Linked DNA regions of Zea mays: regions 1 and 3 are each linked to region 2. Evidence: chromatin contacts called from public Hi-C data. All regions are on one chromosome and are shown on one strand. The core of a region is the stretch at or near the end of the contact, and the rest is flanking DNA. Distances in the headings are between cores, read along the strand shown.

What was found. A called contact is a pair of places that touch in the nucleus more often than the background predicts.
Region 1: a Hi-C map of tassel shows a contact between it and region 2, with 4 times the contacts expected there. The contact joins the promoter of LOC100285991 here to the promoter of LOC103652225 in region 2. A contact is called at or near these places in 8 of 25 Hi-C or Micro-C datasets (bundle sheath, ear, endosperm and 2 more).
Region 3: a Hi-C map of tassel shows a contact between it and region 2, with 2.7 times the contacts expected there. The contact joins the promoter of LOC100274149 here to the promoter of LOC103652225 in region 2. A contact is called at or near these places in 8 of 25 Hi-C or Micro-C datasets (ear, endosperm, leaf and 3 more).

The regions. Positions count from the first base shown.
Region 1 is chr3:142,502,824-142,505,523 of Zm-B73-REFERENCE-NAM-5.0, forward strand. LOC100285991 (bile acid sodium symporter/ transporter) reads left to right here and starts at 1,437. Exons shown (of 7, transcript NM_001372350.1): 1 at 1,437-1,922; 2 at 2,056-2,196. The coding sequence starts at 1,524.
Region 2 is chr3:142,258,422-142,261,121 of Zm-B73-REFERENCE-NAM-5.0, forward strand. LOC103652225 (XS domain protein) reads right to left here and starts at 1,268. Exons shown (of 3, transcript XM_008677856.3): 1 at 1-1,268. The coding sequence starts at 1,031.
Region 3 is chr3:142,122,105-142,124,804 of Zm-B73-REFERENCE-NAM-5.0, forward strand. LOC100274149 (OSJNBa0059D20.8-like protein) reads right to left here and starts at 1,315. Exons shown (of 5, transcript NM_001148527.1): 1 at 948-1,315; 2 at 59-212. The coding sequence starts at 212.

The sequences.
Region 1 (2,700 bases), core at 187-2,686, 240 kb after region 2:
CGCTGCGTGTGAGAGGAAGACAGAGAAGGATGAGAAATGGGAAACAGACGGCGTGCGTTGAGGCCGTAAGGGCAGAATCGGCACAAAGATTTGTGGACCCATCTGTCAGGTGCTCCAAAATTACTCGTGACCTCTTTTGGCGAGCGCGCAGACTCGAGCGACCCTTTTTTACGAGGTTAGCTTGAAGCGGTGTATTTTGTAGAGCGACAAGTACGAGCGACCCATTTTACCAAATTCCTCCATGAAGTTAGCATGGCGGCTCGGGAAGCTGTACAACCGTGACAATCCAGCCACACGCAGGAAAGAACACTAACATCGTAATTATAGAAGAGGCAATGGAGTAGCAGGAAAGAGATGAACTCACATTGGAGGGCGAACCGAGGCTCTCCGATTTGCTCCATCATCGCGTTGCCGTGCGACACGAGCACCAACCGTTAGACTCCAGGCGTCTAGGCACCAGCCGGATCCGCCGTAGGACGCGGCGAGTGCGCACGCACTGGTGTGGACGCCGCTCTGTCCACGCACGGTCCTGCGCGGATGCAGACCGTGCTCGCGCCTTGCCCAAGGAGATGGCCACGAAGCTCGAGGCCGCGCCTAGATGGGGTCGCGCCCGTCGTACCGAGGCTGGGGCCGTGTCACCGCGCGCCCGTATGCCACGGCTGCGCCCTCGACGGGGCCGCCGCGCCCGCGTGCCTCTGGGGCAGCGTCCACGCCGCCAAGGGCCGTGCCCGCGCGTCGGAGGCCGCGCCTCGCTCTCGTCGGGGACGGGGGCCGCCGCGCCGGGGTCGGGTCGCCGGCCACGCGCCCGTGCCGTGACCGGGAGGCCGCGCCCGTGCCGCCGGGGCTGCGCCCTGCGCTGGCCGAGGTCGCGCTGCGACAACACAAAGAAGTTCGCGCATACTCCGCTTGACCTCCCGTGCACGGAGAAGTTTGCGCCTGCTCCTTCTGGATCTCAATGAACTCGAGGTCGGGTAGGACAGAGGCAGCGCCGTCGGGGAGGCCACCAAAGGGGTTGGGGCGTCCTCCACCTTGACGAACGCGGTGACGGAGGCGGAGACCGGGTAGGATGGAGGCGGCGCCATTGGCACACGAGAGAGACGAGGTGCTGCCGGTCACCCACGCGTAGGGAGGCGGCCGTTGCGGGCGTAGGGAGCGACATGGCGATGGGTGTGCTGTAGTGGCGCCGGTCGGCGGGATTTGTAGGGGCATGGCGGCGGGCGTGTGATCCGCGCGCGTAGGGTTTCGCGGCGGGATTCGTAGGGGCCTGCGCGGCGGGCGCGTGATCCGCGCGCGTACGGAGGGGAATCGCGGTGGGGGGGGGGGGGGGGCGGGCGTGCGCGTAATCCGCAGGGTAGGGAATCGACGGGAGCAGTCTACACTGTAGACTCAATAGTTAGCCGCAGGGTAGGGAATCGGCGGGAGCAGTCTACACTGTAGACTCAGTAGTTAGTAGAGAAATACTCGTGCGCGCACCACGGACAAAAACCAACCACCGTGCGCCAGCCGCCACGCCAGCGCCTGCCATGGCTCCTCTCCTCCTCCTCCCCCTCCCCCTCCCCCTCCGACCCATCCCCGCCGAGAACTCCATTTCCCGGCTCGCACCGAGGCCAAGGTTCCCTCGTCCCTTCTCCAGGCGGCGCCTACGCCTTCCCGCCCTCCTCCAAGTCCAATGCCTCGCGGCCACCGGCCCCGCCGCGCCCGCGCCGCGGTGGCACGCGGCACTGTCCGCCGCGGCGGGGCTGTACCCGGCCTACGTCGCAGCCGGCGCCTCCGTGGCCTTCACGCGGCCCGAGGCGTTCCGGTGGTTCGTGGCGCTGGCGCCGGGGTCCTACACCGCTACGCTCGGCTTCATCATGCTCGCCATGGGCCTCACGCTCCAGCTCAGTGACTTCGCCGCCCTCCTCCGCGACAGGCCCCTCGCCGTACGTGACTGGATCGGCGGACCTGTATCCCTTCTCGCTCGATCTCCTTCTCCCCCCGTGCAAGTGCAACCGTGAATGGATATCCGAACGGTGGTTGGTTGATTCAATTCAACAAGGTGTTTTCCTGCTGCAGATTTTGTTCGGGTGTGCCGCCCAGTACACCATAATGCCTGCGTTTGGCGCTATCATTAGCCACGCGCTGGGGCTTCCCCCGTCGCTCTCAGCTGGCCTCATCCTGCTGGGATGCTGTCCTGGAGGAACTGCATCCAATGTGGTAAGACTGTCAGCTGAGCCCAGTTTGTTACACTCCCAATTTCTGTTAGAGAGGGGAAATTTTCCCCCTTCTCTTTTATTTCTATGGACAAATTAAGAATATCTATGCAATTCTGAGTTCATACTCTTGTATTCGTTGAACACTGAAATTGAGATGCCAACAGTAGTAGACTACTTGGTTTTTTTTCTAAAACGTTTTTTTCTAAAACGCGCAGGAGAACTGCGCGTTAAATATATTACGAAGATAGAAGAAACAATAAGTCAATAATGGTCTAAATAGACCAGAGTACAGAGTAAAAAGCAAAAGAAAAACGACCTTACGGTGGCCAGAAACAAAAATACACATAAACATCCATATAGAAGACAGCCAAAAGACATCAACAACTGCCCCTAAACTAAGGCCAGATGGTGCACAGATCTTTGGCACCCGCCAGACACCACCTCTGAGCGCCGTCTTTGATGTTCTGTATAATTTGGTTGCCACTAGGAGCATCCCCCTCAAACA
Region 2 (2,700 bases), core at 18-2,517:
GGTGAGAGCCTGCGGTCTTGGGAGTACATGGCGCTAGTCCTTCCCATTTCAGTTGCACTTATTCTGAGAGTCAGGTCACCGTTCGCAAACAACTCGTTCTCCTTTCTGATGCTCCGATGAGGGCCTCCCCTAGGGTAGTCGTCCTTGAGAAGGCTATGGTCGTCAGCGCGTAGGGATGCTGAACGTCCCAGGTCGGACGGGTGGTCTGGGAGCATGTGGGCTGGCGGGGAGTTGTGCCCGAGATCGGCACCGCGGCCAGGGCGGCCGTACCGGTCGCGCTCCTCGCGGCAGGGCGCCCTTTCGTAGTCCCTACCCCCGGGGGGCGAGACGCGGCTATCTCCGTATTCCCTGCGCCCGCGGGGAGAAGCGTGGCGGTCGCCGCCCGGCGAGCCGAAGGCGTCCTTGTACGGCGCATGCCCGCGGCGGGGCGACGCGTCAAGGTGGCCGTAGCCAGCGCGCTCGCGCCGGGGCGGGCTGCGGTTGCCGTAGCCGATGCGGATGCGGCCGATACGGGGCGGGCTACGGTCGCCGTAGCCAATGCGGTCGCCGCGGGGCGGGCTGCGGTCGCCGTAGCCAATGCGGTCGCCGCGGGGCGGGCTGCGGTCGCCGTAGCCGATGCGGCTGCCGCGGGGAGGGCTATGGTCGCCGTAGCCGGTGCGGCCGCCGCCGGGAGGGCTACGGTCGCCGTAGCCGGTGCGGCCGCCGCCGGGAGGGCTACGGTCGCCGTAGCCGGTGCGGCCGCCGCCGGGAGGGCTACGGTCGCCGTAGCCGGTGCGGCCGCCGCGGGGAGGGCTACGGTCGCCGTAGCCGATGCGACCGCCGCGGGGCGGATCGCGGTCGTTGTCCTCGCCCCTCGGGCGGCGTGGGCGGTGGTCCGGGGAAGCGGTGCGGCGGGAGCGGTAGTCGTGGCGCCTACCACGGTCGCCGCGGTACGAATCGTTGCCGGGGCGCGCGTCTCTGCGTCCGGAGCCCGCTCCTCTTCCTCGACCTCTTTTACCTCCACCTCCCCTGCCTCCGCCTCCGTGTCGCATGGCGCCGGCTAGGTCGTAGCTACGGCCTGAGAGTAGGGATCGCCGCTACCGTGACCGGTGGAACGGTGGGTGAATGGCTGTGGGATCGAGGCGGGTTTCAGATCAAGGCCTCAGAATCTCGTACGCGTCAAGATGGCGGCGGCTGTGGCAATAGCCGTCGCCGTAGTGAGGATGGGCGATGGGGTTCGGAGGCGGCGTGCGGAGGGCGGAGGGGAGGGGGATCGCGGTGGGTTCGAGTGCGGTTGGGGGTTGCCACTTTTATGCTCCTGATGTGGTGGTGGGCCTGCATTGCTTGGTTGGGCCTGTGAAGCGCAAGCCCGAACCCCGAAAGACCAAAACAAAGCTGATCCTAAAAAACTAAACAAAGGCAAGTGAAAGGCCGAAAAAAGAAATATATGAAAAAAGATATGAAGTTTTGGGTATGCTTTGCCTTTTGCGGAGAGTTTTTGGATATAGTTTACCTTGTCGCATACAATGGCAGTGAAAGGAATATACAGTATGCTTTGCTTTAGGTGCACTCTTTTCTTATACCCTTGACTACTATTAAGTTAGTACTGTAGACCGCCCCCGCCCCCGCCCCCGCCTCCGCCCGCCCGCCCGCAAACCCCGCCGCCAAACACCTCCGCAGACCACGCTGTCAACGCTGCCGCGAACGACGCAGACCACACCGCGAACCCCCAACGGAAACCGCTCGCCTCGCTGTGGCTGTGATGCCCGCCCGCCCGCGCACACCACGCCGCGAGCTCCCCGCTCCCGCGATTCTCGCCCCCGCCCCGCTCTCCGACTCCGACGGGCGCCATTTTAGGATGCCCCATGATCCTCGTCCCCGCCCCCACGATCCCTTCCATAAGCGCCCCCATCCTCGCCCTTCCATCGCCGCGCTCTCCATGGATTTCGATTCCTCGGCACAGATCGACGCAATCCGTGGAGTCTCCTCGCCCCAGCCTCTCCATGGATTGCGAATCCTCCGTCCGGTGGTGAACATCGACAGCAGGTACGTGATGAACAACACCGACGAGGCCGCCCTGAAGCGAGCAGTGTACAAGCAGCCGGTGTCCATTCTCATCGACGCCAGCGGCATCGGCTACTACAGCGAGGGCGCCTTCACGGGGCCGCGCACCAAGAAGAGTTCTCTCACGAATCCTTAGATCTGAGGCCGTCGTCGCCTCAGCGACCTCATCCTCCATCCCCATCACCAGCTCCTTGCTGCTGCTGTGCTCCACCGTGGGAGCAACAGGGCTACAACAGCTGCCGCATTAGCTGCTCATCGCCCCCATATAGGCGACGACGCCAGCCAGTAAGTCAGTCCGACCACTCTCCCGCGGGATGCTGCCTCTCTGTCCCAGCTCTTTGCCTCCGCCTCCCCTCGTCCTCCATCGCTCCCCTCGTCCTCCATCGCTCCTCTCTGGTGCCGCCGCCACACCACTCTCTCAGGGGGGATCCAGGTCCGATAAACGTAGTTCTGGGCCTCGGCACAGGCAACACGTACTTATGTATCTCTTTGATATGACATAACAGCTACAGATTATTTCTTCTATCCATCTTTTCTGACAGAATGTGTTCATGGCAACAGAAGACAATGGTTGGAATATCCCCAGAAATATGTATCCTTCATTTCAACAGATGATTTTGCGGCCTTCTGATATGTCTAGAAAGCAAGGATCCAACT
Region 3 (2,700 bases), core at 65-2,564, 140 kb before region 2:
AACTGTACCTAAAACTTGTCCATAAGGTATTTGACAGGCAACATCGCAATAGACTCACCGGAGCCAAGGATGATGAGACAACGCAATCTGGTGTTGCGTGGTCTCGATGCTGATTGGCCACTGTGCCACAACACGTAGAAGAAGCGGACTGTGAGCACAGAGATGAGTACTGGAAGGGCGTAGCAAGCGGCCACCACGGCATTGAGACCCATCTGTGTTGAAGTAGCAGAGTGTGAAACAAGAAGTTTACACATCTATCTACAATAAGTCAATATTACTTCTTGTTTGGCTTATGCCTTCTAATGGACATGAAAGTATTGAGCATTTCATCTTCATCCATTTCGAATGAACTCTGTATTGTACTCTAAGCACATGAAGAAATTTTATTTCAGTGATCCACGGAATGAACTCTGTATTGTATTGTCGTACATCAACTCTAGAACATGTAACAAATTACATTTTACTGACCTTAATCTACTCTCTATTGTGGTGCTGTACATCAATGTTTCCATGCGGTGAAGACCCAAGATTAGAATACAGGGTGTGCCTAACTAAAAAGTCCCTATACAATACAATACAAAATTTGGTAAACGGTTTGGTAAAGAGAGATAATGTATCTATAAGACCTCACAATACCTTAAATTCAACAGAAAAGTTCAAAACTTACACAGCCGACAATTAAATTGTTGAAACATAAGAGTCGGTCTTACAGAAAACAAGCAAAAAGAAGGCACATCAGTGATCAGTCCTAAGCCCCAATTATATGCAGATATGTTAAATCATAAATTCACATTTCACAACCAATCACCAATCACGGGCATATGGAAACCTTCGTCCCTATTTTGTACTGTCTACCAACAACTGATTCACATTTCACAAGCAGTCAACAAGCAATTCCAAGCATGGGCCAACACCTAATCTAATGTCTCAGTACTTATTTTGCTCACCAGAAATGCAAGAAGACGAGCAACAGAGGCAAGGCAAAGAACTGCGGTCGGCCGCCGGCAGGCACTGGCGCACACGCACTGCGCAGGGGCGTTCGTCGCCAGCAGCCAGGGGACCCGGCGGAGGTCTGGAGGTGCGGCTACGCTGCAGCACAGCCAGCGCCCAGCGCTGGAGGACGGGGAATCAGGTAAGGCCCGGGAAGGGCGGGCCGGTGGGGCAAGTTCGCTGAGAGCACCGTGTGACGACCCGTGGCCACGACGCGCCTACGCCGGACGTGAGCCGAGCAGTGGATCGCCGGTGAGCGTGTCGGCGATGGCGAGGAAGACGCTGGATCAGCCGGAGGGCTGCCAGGTTTGTGGTTTTCTATTCCAGATGGTAGATAGTGTTCACAGTTCGGCGTCCCGGCTTATAAGCCTGACTAGACAACCCTGATACATGGGTCCCACACACCCAGAATGCGTTTCCGCTTACAAGGATACGACGTAGTTTAGGGGGTGTTTGGTTTTTAGGGACTAATGTTTAGTCTCTTCATTTTATTTATTTTTAGTCTATAAATTGCTAAATATAGAAACTAAAAAAAGTTTTAATTTCTATATTTGATAGTTTTGGAATTAAAATGAAATAAAATGTAGGGACTAAACATTAGTCCCTAGAAACCAAACACCCCTTACAGAATACGGTTCAGCTCAGTCTCTGTTTCCTTCAGTCCGGCTGCTTCCTCCAGTCCGGCAGTGTCTGCCGTGACATCTCCCCCGGCCTCAGGTGTTGCTTGGCCCCAAGCAACTGCTTCAGGAAAGCGATGCTTCAACACCGTGTAGTCTTCCCATGTGGTGGCAGCAGGGTCGAGATTCTTCCACCTGACGAGCACCTGGACGATTGCCTTGTGTCCCTTTTTTACCATGCGACGATCGAGCACCTGAAGGGGTTCAGTCCCTTGGACCGACAGATCTGTTAGAGTGGGGAGCTCAGTAAACACAGGAGTATAGTTTGGAGTAAATGGTTTCAACTGAGAGACGTGGAAGACTGGATGAATTTGAGAAGTTGCTGGAAGATCTAGTTTGTAAGCAACTGCGCCTAGTTTCTGAAGAACTGAAAATGGCCCATAGTAACGGTATGCAAGCTTGGGACAAATACGCTTGGCCACTGTGTGCTGAGTGTATGGTTGGAGCTTGAGCAGAACTTGATCCCCAACTTGGAACTGACGGTCGATCCGGTGTTTGTCGGCCTGAATTTTCATACGGTTGCGAGCCACTGTGAGATGCTGTTTGAGTCTGTCAGTCTGCACTTCCCTGTCCCACAGAAAATCTTCAGCTGTTGGGTCTGGTTTGGCCGCAGACGCTGGAAGAAAAGAGCAGTCTGGATCATAGCCATAGATTGCCTTGAATGGGGAGCATCATAAGGATGTATGAAAGGATGTATTATACCAGAATTCGGCTAACGCCAACCATCGTTTCCATTTCTTTGGAGTTTCAGCAACTGCACAGCGGAGATACATCTCGAGGCATTGGTTTACTCTCTCGCTCTGGCCATCGGTTTGAGGGTGGTAGGCTGTGCTGAGGAGTAGCTTAGTGTTGAACCGAGTGAACAAGTGTTGCCAGAGGTTGCTTGTAAAGATCCGGTCGCGATCTGAAACAATCGTTTTCGGAAGGCCATGTAACTTAATCACCTGATCCAGCAATTCCTGGGCCACTTGCAAGGCAGAGAATGGGTGTTTCAAGGGTATGAAATGAGCCATCTTCGAGAATCGGTCGACCA